4 separate regions of the Sus scrofa genome follow, and regions 1, 2 and 4 are each linked to region 3. A link is a contact called in public Hi-C and HiChIP or PLAC-seq data. All regions are on one chromosome and are shown on one strand. The core of a region is the stretch at or near the end of the contact, and the rest is flanking DNA. Distances in the headings are between cores, read along the strand shown.

What was found. A called contact is a pair of places that touch in the nucleus more often than the background predicts. HiChIP or PLAC-seq counts read pairs in DNA pulled down with a chosen protein or histone mark.
Region 1: a contact with region 3 is called in an H3K27ac HiChIP or PLAC-seq map of skeletal muscle. The contact joins the promoter of TMEM201 here to the promoter of GPR157 in region 3. A contact is called at or near these places in 2 of 47 Hi-C or Micro-C datasets (embryonic fibroblasts and epiblast stem cells) and 2 of 2 datasets of contacts at active chromatin or transcription factors (alveolar macrophages and skeletal muscle).
Region 2: a contact with region 3 is called in a Hi-C map of omental adipose tissue, with 2.2 times the contacts expected there. The contact joins the enhancer-like site here to the promoter of GPR157 in region 3. A contact is called at or near these places in 8 of 47 Hi-C or Micro-C datasets (embryonic fibroblasts, fetal heart ventricle, fetal skeletal muscle and 5 more) and 2 of 2 datasets of contacts at active chromatin or transcription factors (alveolar macrophages and skeletal muscle).
Region 4: a contact with region 3 is called in an H3K27ac HiChIP or PLAC-seq map of alveolar macrophages. The contact joins the promoter of SLC25A33 here to the promoter of GPR157 in region 3. A contact is called at or near these places in 1 of 47 Hi-C or Micro-C datasets (embryonic fibroblasts) and 1 of 2 datasets of contacts at active chromatin or transcription factors (alveolar macrophages).

What each region holds. Positions count from the first base shown.
Region 1 is chr6:69,972,005-69,974,704 of Sscrofa11.1, forward strand. TMEM201 (transmembrane protein 201) reads left to right here and starts at 1,374. Exons shown (of 10, transcript XM_013998955.2): 1 at 1,374-1,621. The coding sequence starts at 1,509.
Region 2 is chr6:69,887,859-69,890,558 of Sscrofa11.1, forward strand. No RefSeq gene overlaps it. Among named protein-coding and RNA genes, the nearest start is that of SLC25A33, 46 kb to the right of the region's middle. Within about 2 kb of position 1,388, at least 10 of the 83 cell types and tissues checked have an H3K27ac peak or open chromatin away from gene starts, as enhancers often do. A contact at or near this core is called in alveolar macrophages, omental adipose tissue and skeletal muscle, where this site is marked.
Region 3 is chr6:69,580,365-69,583,064 of Sscrofa11.1, forward strand. GPR157 (G-protein coupled receptor 157) reads right to left here and starts at 1,292. Exons shown (of 4, transcript XM_021095284.1): 1 at 801-1,292. The coding sequence starts at 1,187.
Region 4 is chr6:69,933,542-69,936,241 of Sscrofa11.1, forward strand. SLC25A33 (solute carrier family 25 member 33) reads left to right here and starts at 1,269. Exons shown (of 7, transcript XM_003127538.6): 1 at 1,269-1,602. The coding sequence starts at 1,547.

The DNA of each region.
Region 1 (2,700 bases), core at 124-2,623, 390 kb after region 3:
GTGGGGCAGATTAGCCAGCAGCATGAAACAAAGGTAACATTTGCTGATAAAAAACCCATCGCTCACTAGGACAGTAAGGACTCTAATGTTGACCTCAAAAAGCATGAAGTGTGGGAACGCTGAGAAGTACATTGTAATTAAATACGAACATTTCCAACTCGCTTTTTTTTTTTTTTTTTTTTTTTAATGAGGTTAGCACAGAGTTCCTTCTTGTGGCTCAGCGGAAACGAATCCGACTGGTATCTAAGAGGATGCTGGTTCACTCCCTGGCCTCACTCAGTGGGTTGAGGATCCGGTGTTGCTGTGAGCTGTGGTGTGGGTCACAGACATGGCTCTGATCTGGTGTGGCCATGGCCATGGTGTAGGCTGGCAGCTGCAGCTCGGATTCGACCCCTTGCCTGAGAACCCCCATATGCTGCAAGTGTGGCCCTCAAAAGACAAAAGTAATTTAGTGCAAACCAATAATACTAAAACTCTTGGATAATCTTCCTGCTCTTCTGAGGTAACTGTTTGCTGTTCAGTATTATCTATTCCTACAAACATAAATTATAGGAGTTTATTCAAACTTAGATATAAATATTAATGTGCAAATCACTTTGTTATGAAACTATTTCACCCCTCTAGGCCAGTCCCTGTAGCCCTGACATTCTAATAGTTGGATTTATGTTCTGAAGCATGGCTGTCCTGTGGTATATTCAACCTCCTCCTTATTGGTGGGGATTGGTGGTGTGCAGGGAGGGTTCGTGTTTCTACGAACTGATTGATTGATTGATTGATTGATTTTTGGTGCGGCATATGGACGTTCCCAGGCTAGGGGTCCAATCGGAGCTGCAGCTGCCAGCCTACACCACAGCCACAGCAACGCTGGATCCGAGCCGTGTCTGCGACCTACACCACAGCACAAAGCAATCCTGGGTCCTTAACCCACTAAGCGAGGCTAAGGATCGAACCCGCATCCTCATGGATCCTAGCTGGGTTGGTTAACGGCTGAGCCACAAAGGGAACTCCTACAAACTTATTTGGAGTGGCTTCAGGGGAAGTGGCTTAAGAAGCTCCAACCTGCTGCAACTGGTCGGCTTGTCTAGGTGTTGGGAAGCCTGGACTAGCGGTGGAGGGAGAAGAGGGGAAGACTAGTTACGATCTGGCAAGTAACTGGAGATGCTGAAGTTAGCCGACTTTGGGCAAGGCGCCGGGCGAGTGCGGAGGAAGCGGTGGAGGGCGGACGGGGCTCCACGCAGCCTCCCACCTCCTGCCGCCGGGGGGCGCACTCCGAGCGGCACAGCCACTTCCGCCGGCGCCCCGCCCACCAGGCTCGCCCGGCGCTTCGATTGGCTTGCGCAGCGGGAGCGCGCCGAGTCAGGGGGCGGGCCCGCGCCGGCTACAAAGCGGCGAAGGTCACGGCGCGGGGAGGCGCGCGCCGCCGCTCCGCGTCCCGCCTGCGTCCCTCGGCTCTGCCGCCACCGCCTCCCGACGCTGCCCGCCGCCGCCCACCGCCTGCGCGAGGAGCCATGGAGGGAGTGAGCGCGCTGCTGGCCCGCTGCCCCACGGCCGGCCTGGCCGGCGGCCTGGGGGTCACGGCGTGCGCCGCCGCCGGCGTGCTGCTCTACCGGATCGCGCGGAGGTGAGTGCGCGCGGCCCACGCGGCCTCGGCCCGCGCCCGCGGCCCTCCCGCCCCGGCGCTCCGGAGCCTCCCTCTCCGTGCGCGCCGGGGCCGCGGTGTGGCGTGGGGCCCGTGTGTGCCGCGCTGAGCCCCGTCGTGCACGCCCCCGCCTCAGAAAAGAAGAGCGGGCTGCGAATCCTCGGTCGGGAAGCGGCTGAGGATCGGGTTGAGGGTCCCCAGGAATGTGGGGCGGGCGGCAACAGCCAGCGCGTGGGCTATGAACTTCCTTCCCCCGCGGAGACCTGTGATGGCCGAGCCGCAGGGTCTTCAGGGCCCCCAGACCCTGAGGGAGAGCCGAGCGGGGCTCGGGCCGCTCTCTTTTCCGACTCAGCCCCCATCCCTGGTCCTCAGGAGCACGTTGGAGTAGCGTGATCCCAGCCAGCAGTTTCTGGTCTGTATACGCTGTCTCAGGCGTCCTTCTAATCTCACATTAGCTCATTTCAGAGGCACAACCCCTGCCTTCCCTAGAGAAGCGGAGGGACAAAAGAGCTACATAAATTGTTATTAATCAGAGGAGTAAGGGTGTGAGCTGAAGCATCCTTGCCATGGAGCCTGCATCCCTAACCCCTTGGCCCTACTGCCTCCAAGAGCAGAAAACCTGACATACTTCAGAGGTGTTTAAAACTGGGCCGGGTTGCTGCTGGGGTTCAGTGGGTGTCCCCTGCCCTGGCCCAGGCTTAAAGATACGCTGATCGCCCCCTCCCCCCATACGAAGAGCTGGCTTCTTGCTCCAGCAAGGCCTCAGGGGCAGCCCCACTGTGTCCTCATTTGATCCACCTTCCCAGGGAACAAGGAAAAAGAGGGGGTTGTGAGAACATTCTGGGGACAGAATGAGTGGGTTTGTAGAATCAGCAAGGGAGGTGGGAAGCTCAGCTCTTTCGGTGGGAGAGAGGAAGGAACTTGCCCACGGCCACCCAGCAGCGAGTCAGGGAGCTGGGAGCTGGCATTGGAACCCAGAGGGTTGGTCTGTTCTTCCTTAGGCAGCACCGTACGCTGCTTCTCACCCAGGGGAAGAGAAGTGAGGGCGACTGAGTCACAGG
Region 2 (2,700 bases), core at 138-2,637, 310 kb after region 3:
CGCTGACCCGTACAGGGGCCGCAGGGAGGCTTCAGTACCTGTCTGTTAAATGAATGAAAGAACGAAAATCCTGGGAACACTGTTCTAAAGAGCTTATATCCCAACTTTTCCCCAACGATAAAGAGTTTGTTTCTCCTTCTTCTCCTCCTCCTTCCTCTTCTGCGGCCGTGCCCAAGGCATATGGAAGTTCTGGGGCAAAGAATCTAACCCGAGCCACGCCAACAACCCGAGTCACAGCAGACCTTCACCCACTGTGCCGCCGGGAACCCCCAGAGTGGAAATGTATGCAGCAGGCTTCATCCACTCTGTCCGTACTTCAGGATGCAATTTCTAACCTTTCACTGACTGGTCCTTTGGCTGAGATTGGACTCTGGGGCCCTCCCCTCCTCCCGGGGCGGCACCCCACCCTCACCCGTGGTGGGGGGAAGGCGGGATAAGGGAGATGGGACTTGCTCACGGGGAGGCCTTGACACCACTGCTGATGGTGGGGAGCACGTAGGTCTCTCTCCAGCCCGGGGTGACCCCAGTCAGGCCCTTAGACGCCACCCAAGCCTGTCTAAGGCTTCCTATGGTGGCACCTGCCTGTCTTTAGATGCGAGAGCCTGGAGGCTGTCAGAGGGGGTCATCTGTTGTCTCCCCTTCCTCACCCATGGTGCCAATCTGCAGACCAGCCAAGGCAACGACATCAGGCCTCTGTCCGCCTCTCGCCAGCTGGCTCCACGCACTTTGATTCAGTGTCTGGGCCTCCGTGAACAGAGCGGCCGGGGGAGGTGACGTTGGCAGGGTGGGGCAAGGAGCCTCCCAGGCACAATTTCCCTTACTCCTGGATCTCCCAGGAGGGACCACCCCTCTGGATGGTAGTTATGGTGTGAACAGAGGGGGTGCGGCCAGCTGGGTGACTCAGGAATGTTTGAGAACCCGATAGCCTGAGGCTGGGGATGAAGATGCACCATGCCTTTCCCCCAGGGACAGGCAACATTCGTTGGCCCCCAGGGGTCTCCTTCCCCTGCCAGTCCTTCCAGTTACTTCTCAGGGAGCAAAAGTTGCCTCTCTGGACACTCCGTGCTCCTGGAGCTGCATTTACCTTCCCCAGTGGACCTGGGCCCTAATTCTAGTAACCTGGCCCATCCCAGGACGTAATCAGGAAGGACGGTCCCCATTGTTCCAGGCTGTACTAGGGGGACCCACAGCTGGCCTCTCTCCTGGGGTCAGCACCTCAGGGTCTGGTAGGCTGGGAGTCTCCCCCTCTGAGAAGGCAAGCCACTTACCCACCACCTGCCTCTGTTTGAAGCCCCAGTATGTTCCATGTGCTGCCACCAGGGTCACTCAGCAACCCTACACATTCCCAACCAGACCCAGCTGCCCCAGTGGAGAAGCACGGGACCTAGTCTTTGGGGGAATTACCATTAAAATTTGCCTCTCAGAGGACTTCCCTTGTGGCTCAGCAGGCTCTGGTGTCGTCACCACTGCTGTGGCTCTGGTTACAGCAGATTCCATCCCTGGCCCAGGAACTTCCACATGCTGCAAGTGTGGCCAATAAAATTGCTTCTCAGGACTTCCTGCTGTGGCATAGTGCTAACGAACCCGACTAGTATCCATGAGGACGCGGGTTGATCCCTGGCCTGGCTCATCAGGTTAAGAATCTGGCCTTGCTGTGAGCTGTGGTGTAGGTCACAGACGCGGCTTGGATCCTGCATTGCTGTGGCGGTGGTGTAGGCCGGCAACTGCAGCTCCAATTCGACCCCTACCTTGGGAACTTCCATAGGCCACATATGTGGCTCTAAAAAAGGCAAAAAGAAAAAAAAAAAGTTGCTTCTCAGAGATTCTTTTTTTTTTTTCCAGTAATGGTCTCTTAATTTGGGAGAAGGGAGTGTTTCATTGCCTTATTCGTTTATCAAATATTCAGAAACCAGGCACTGGGCTAGAGGCGGTGTGGGGGCCAGTGCCCACCCCGGACCCAACAACAGCAATACAAATTAAAAACAACAAAATGCCAGACGGGCACAGTGACAAAGTGTCCTGGCACAGGGCGGAGAACGGGAGAGCCAGGGTCCCTAAACAGCACCTCCCGGATTTAGTTTATGCCACAAGAACTTAGAGAACCTGCTGTGCCAACAAATGCTAAGCCTTTTATTCTTTTAAGAGCTCCACAGGGCTGGTGTTGTTATTATCACATTTCACGGAAGCTGGGGCCACAGGGCACAGAGAGGTTAAGGTGCCCAGTGTCCCATAGCTGCTGAGTGGCAGAGTGCGTTTGTACCCCAGCAGCCTGGCTCAAGTCCTGCTCTTAGCCACTGTCAAGTCTGCGTCTGCTGCAGGCGAGTCTCTGACTAAGCTCACATCGGTACTGGGCCACTGATGGAACAAGTGTCTTTCCTGCTCATTCACCAGGCAGAGGCTTCGTCTTTGGGCCCAAGAGCACGGGGGCGGGGCGGTGGGGGCCGATCAAGGCTTTACACCTGCCTTTGAATGAACAATCTGTTCCGGAAGGAAAAGTAACACAATGAAACCTGACTCTGGTTGAAGGGCCTCTCGTTCCACCAGGGAGAGGGGACAGGCTCCCAGAGGGGCAGGTCCAGGACCTTCTGCCTGGAGCACTGACCTCATTGTGAGCACCAGCCACAGGGAATGTGCCTGAGGGCCCCAGGGGGTCTTGAGGGAACCTCAGAGGACAGCCCAACTCAGAGGCTGACCCCTCCC
Region 3 (2,700 bases), core at 42-2,541:
CACCAGGAAGGGGCAACCTTCTCCCATAGGTGAAGGTAACTTGGGCAGACACTTCCGTGGCAGGGCAGGACCAGGCCTTGATTTTCTCTGCTCTCAGAGACTGCAGGCAGCTGGCAGCTCTCCTTCCAGACCAGCCTCTGCCACTGACCCTCAACTTCAGAGCTGCTGAACTCCAGAAAGAAAGTCAAGATCTAGAACCGAGATAATGAGGGATTGGGGCCTGAGGTTTCGAGATGAGCAAAGATAAGAATAAACAGGACTGTTCTTCCTAAATTTTACAGCCGAAGCTCTGCGCACGGCTGGCACAGAGCTGGGTGGAGGGAAGCCTGGGAGTTGCTGAGTGGACCACACTCATGGCCCAGCCTGGTTCCCAGGTGCTGCTCCTCAGCCCCGCCCACAGCAGAGATGGCCAGGATGCAGCTAAGCAGGAGGCCAAGGGCCCAGCTGAGGTGCTTCCAAGTTACCAGAAGTGCTCTGAGGGCCAGCTCTGGGCCCCTGCCCTCCAGGGGCTGCTCTGAGGCGCTTACCTCATTGGGAGGCTCAAGCTGGGGCCACCTCAAAGGGGTACCCCTGGCGGCGATGTTCAGAACAAGCTCATCTTCTCGGCAAGCCTAGCATCACTCCGCTGGCCCCGAGCTGCCCCGGGGCAGGAGCAGACACCAGACCCTGCCAGCCGGGGGCCTGGCCAGGGGTCCGACCAAGAAGCGGGGACCAGAGGGGGGCGAGAGTCACAGGGGCAGCAGAAAAGGCCCAGGAGGGTGTCAGGGGACCAGAGGGAAAGCTGCGACCGCCGCTGCCACCCACCTGACGATGTGGAAAGCCCAGAACAGGCGACTGGCCCCCTGCCCACGTACAGTGCGGACGATGCTGAGATACAGGTAGAGGGCGATGGCCACCGTCCAGAAGAAGGAGCTGGTGTTGGCGAAGGTGGACAGCGCGCCCTGAAGCACGCAGTCCCAGGAGGGGCCCTCGAAGTCCCGCAGCACCCCGTAGAAGTAGGAGGTGGCCGAGAGCAGGTCAGCCAGCGACAGGAAGAGCAGTAGGCGCCGCGCCCTGCTGCGCAGGTCGGGCCACAGGGCGTGCGTGGCCACCAGCAGGCCCGAGCCGAGCGCGGACAGCACGCACGAGAGCAACACCACGATGCGCTCCGACGGCATCAGCTCGGTGGGCGGCGCGGGAGGAGACATGGCCGGGCGCGGAGCGGGCCGGGGCGCCGCCAGGACAGAGGCCCGGCCCCGCGTCCGGCAGACGCCGTCTGGGCACCGACCCACGAGCCGCTAGCGCCCCAGCGCCCGCCCCGCCCGAGTCCCTGCCCCTCCCGGCCCTCCCGGCCCACCCTGGGCCCCGCGCCCGCGCCCCGCCCCGCCCCTGCTCCTAGGCCCCGCCCCGCCCCTGCTCCCAGGCCCCGCCCCCGCCCCACGCCACGCCCCCGCGCCCTCCGCGCTCCACCCGGTGGCGCCCAAGTCCGCCCCGCCCTCGCGCCCCACCCCCGCCCTCGAACCACGCCCCTGCGTGTCCACGCTCCACCCCGTGGCCCCCACGTCCCGACTGTGGCCCCGCGCGGGGCTCTGAGCCTTTCCCTGCCCAGCGCCCCAGACCCCAGGCAAACCCCCAGCTCCCCAGCACCATCCCTAAGCCCCGCCCCTGCCCCCCGGTTCCTTTCATGCCCGTGGTCCATTCCTCAGCGCTGCACTACCCCCCCTCCCCACAGAGCCTCTGGCTCTGGCCAGACAGCTAGGACGTCCAGTTCTGGGGAGGGATGGACTGGCATTTTTAGGGCTAATATTACCTTCTTTCGTTAGAGCCAGGCTCTGTGTGTGTGTGTGTGTACACAAGTTTGTGCAACCATCATCTTTATCTAATTCCACGTGTTCATTCCCTCGAAAAGAAACACAGTAGTGTCAAGGGGTGATGGGTCCAAAATGGAATCACTTGTGCTAAGCTCACATCACCAAACCGAAATTTAATACTTAATGTAATTGTAGTTTCAACCTCTCCCAGGAATGTAACCTTAACCAGTCAATCTGGAATTTCCTGCTCAGCACTAGTGAAGCAACCCATCAGAGAGACCCCTGCCATGTGCCTAAAGAAGGGAGTCTTGCCTGAAATAATCAGCTCTTTGCTAGAATCCGTCCCTTGTCCCATCTCTTGTCTATGAAACCCTTCCACTTCGTACAGCCCTTCAGAGTGATGCTGCATGATTCATGATTGGTGAATAAAGCCAATAAGATCTTTAGGATTCACTCAGTTGAATTTCATATTTTACCTGTAGTCATTCTGCATCGCTCTCTCCCCTCCAGTTCCTGGCAACTACTAATCCAACTTCTGTGGATTTACCTTTCTGGAAATTTCACAGAGATGGGATCAAATAATAGGTGGTCTTTTGTGACTGGCTTCTTTCACTTTGTCTTCAAGTTTCATCCACATTATAGCATGTACAGGGCTTCATTCCTTTTTGTGGCTGAGTAATGTTCCATTGTACAGATATCCCACATTTGTTTTTCCGCCTATTAATTGATAACCACATTTGGCTATTATAAATAAAATTGCTATGAATGTTCATATACTTTTTTTTTTTTTTTTTTTTTGTCTTTTTAAGGCTAAACCTGAGGCATATAGAAGTTCCTGGGCTAGGGGTTGAATCAGAGCTACCATTGGTGGCCTACACTACAGCCACAGCATCACAGGATCTGAGCCTTG
Region 4 (2,700 bases), core at 19-2,518, 350 kb after region 3:
GAGCTATGCAGACGGTTGAGTCACCATTCTCCAGAACAGGAAATGCAAGAAACAGACAGATTTGGGGGAGGGGAAGAATGAAGTGATGAATTCTGTTCAGGAATTAGTTTCTTGATCATTATTAGTGGCAGGTACCTTGTCAGAAAACACCATGAACAAAAAGACACAAGGTCCCTGCACTCCGAGGCTTACACTCCAGGGGCAGGACAATTTACACAAATAAAACAACAAAGTAACTGCAGAAGCCTAAGTGAGGAATTTTTTTTTTCGGGGGTCTTTTTAGAGCGGAACCCACAGCATATGGAAATGGAGCCAGGGATGGAACCCGGGTCCTCAAGGGATGCTAGTCCCTTTCGTTACCACTGAGCCACAAGGGGAACATCTCTGTGAGGAAATTAAATAGAATCATGTGTTGCGGGGGAGGGGGAGGGGCGGGCAGGGAAAGCCTGCGTTGGGAGACTTGGAGTTAATGGGTCGCCAGACTGGGTTTGACATTAAAGTAAATAAGCAGCTCTCATATAGAAGCTTGAAGCTCAGAGGTCTGGGCTGGAGATGAACAGAAAAGAGGCCAAAAAGGTATCGCAGCACAGGATGGTATTTCTAGAAAAATCAAAAATACACAAAAACAGAGATCCCATCGTGACTCAGCGGTTAACGAATCTGACTAGCATCCATGACAGAGGTTCAATCCCTTGCCTTGCTCAGTGGGCTAAGGATCTGGTCTTGCGGTGAGCTGTGGTGTAGGTTGCAGACATGGCTCCGATTCCGAGGGGCAGTGGTGTAGGCCGGCAGCTACAGCTCCAATTTGACCTCTCGTCTGGGAACCACTATATGCCCTGGGTGCGGCCCTTAAAAAACAAAAAACAAAAACCTCCAAACACCCAAAGGATACCACCGCTGGTATACTGAGGGTTCAGGCTGTCTGGACCTTGTTTTTCCCCCTAAACTGCGAGATTAGTACACAGATATGAGAGGTCATACATAATCTATATACGTTTTTACACATCCTATGTATCACAAAGTAAACTTGACTGAAAAAAGGAAAAAAGGCCAGGTGGAGGGTCCCGCTAAACTCGACCCAGTGCAGTTTCTGCGCGTTCCAGATCAGGGACAAGGCAGCTTCGGCCGGTTCTCACTCCACGCGCATTGGTCCAGCCCCGCCCCTTCCCGCTGCCCAGTCACCCCGCCCACTTCCGCCTTCCGGCCAATGGGCGCTCGGGATCGGGGCCCACACCCCCACCGCGCACCGCCCCGGGCTCGCGCCGCCGAGTGACGTCACGACCTGGACTCCGCACACGACGCCCGCGCGCCAGGCTCCCGCTTGCTGCCGGGCTCGCGCCGCAGAGGCCGGTGAGGCGCCTGCGGCCACGCGGTGGAGGGTGCAGGCCGACGGTGCCGGTCGTCGGGGCGCGCGCGCCACGCATGGAGGCGGCGCGGGCGGCTGCCTAAGGGCAGTGGGGCCAGTGGAGCGGCTACCTTGCGTATCCGTCGAGCGGCCTCGAGCCCACGGCAGCCGGCGGCGGCGGGCCGCGGAGCCGGCGCGGCCATGGCGACGGGCACTCAACAGAAGGAGAACACGTTGCTTCACCTCTTCGCCGGCGGGTGAGTGTCCCGGTCTGACCCCGCGCCCCCGCCTCTCGTCCTCGGCCCCGCCCTCCCGGTGCCCTCTGTGCTCCGGGTAGGGTTACCTGCCCTCCCCCGGCTGAAACGCTGGCTCTCGAGGAGGAAGTGCCGGCGTCGGGGCAGTGGGGAGGCCCGGTTGCGGGGGGGAAGCTCGGGGCCTGTCCCATCTCCCAGCTGCATCTCGGGAGAGTGATTGTACCCTGCGTCCGTTCCCCTCCCGTGCCCATCCTCCAACCCGAGATGTCTCTAGCTTTTTCTCCTTTTAAACAATTAGTGGCTGCTCTTACGAGTGTTACTCGGGATGGTCCTTCCTGGGCACAGTATACTAATTGCCCTCCTGCCTGTATTCTCCTCCAGGGCCTTTCTCCGAAGGCCCTGGGCAACCTTGTGGATGCTCGGTTTGGCCCGGTAGTTCCTCAGGGTAGCACAGGGGCGAGTTCAGACCGTCGGGAGGGCTGCAGGTGTTGGGTATCTGCAGGGGCCTGGAAAGTGCTGGTGAACCGTGATCCTGGGGTCAGCAGTCTGTGGGAGGACTGATGGGGGAATCTACGGGCAAAGTGAGATCAGGAAGGTGTGTTGAAATGCTTCTCAACTGCTGTGAAATGTCCATCGTCAGAAACAGCGTAATTCTAAGATGCACCCTGTTTTTAAAGCGTTCATTAGTTTGATCTTTATGGCACTTGATGTTTTTCAGTGGAGGAAGCATATTTTTAGGGAGGTTGGATGGTAGGGGGTTAGGAAGGGAGCTGGTGTTTTTGTTTTTTTCGGAAAATAAAAATGAAAATGTTTTGTATTGGTAAATTTTTTTCTTTTAATGGCTTTGGGTTGCTTTGGGTCCTTTTGAAGTCGCCTAAATGTTTGGAGTCTTATTTGAGCGCCTCACAGGCCTGGCACAGCCATTTTTAAGTATAGGGCATTTTACATAAAGTAGGATTTATCCTAGATTTTTATCTTTTTTTTTTTTTTTTTTTTTGGTCTTTTTTCTAGGGCCACTCCCTCGGCATACGGAGGTTCCCAGGCTAGGGGTCTAATTGGAGCTGTAGCTGCCAGCCTATACCACAGCCACAGCAACGTGGG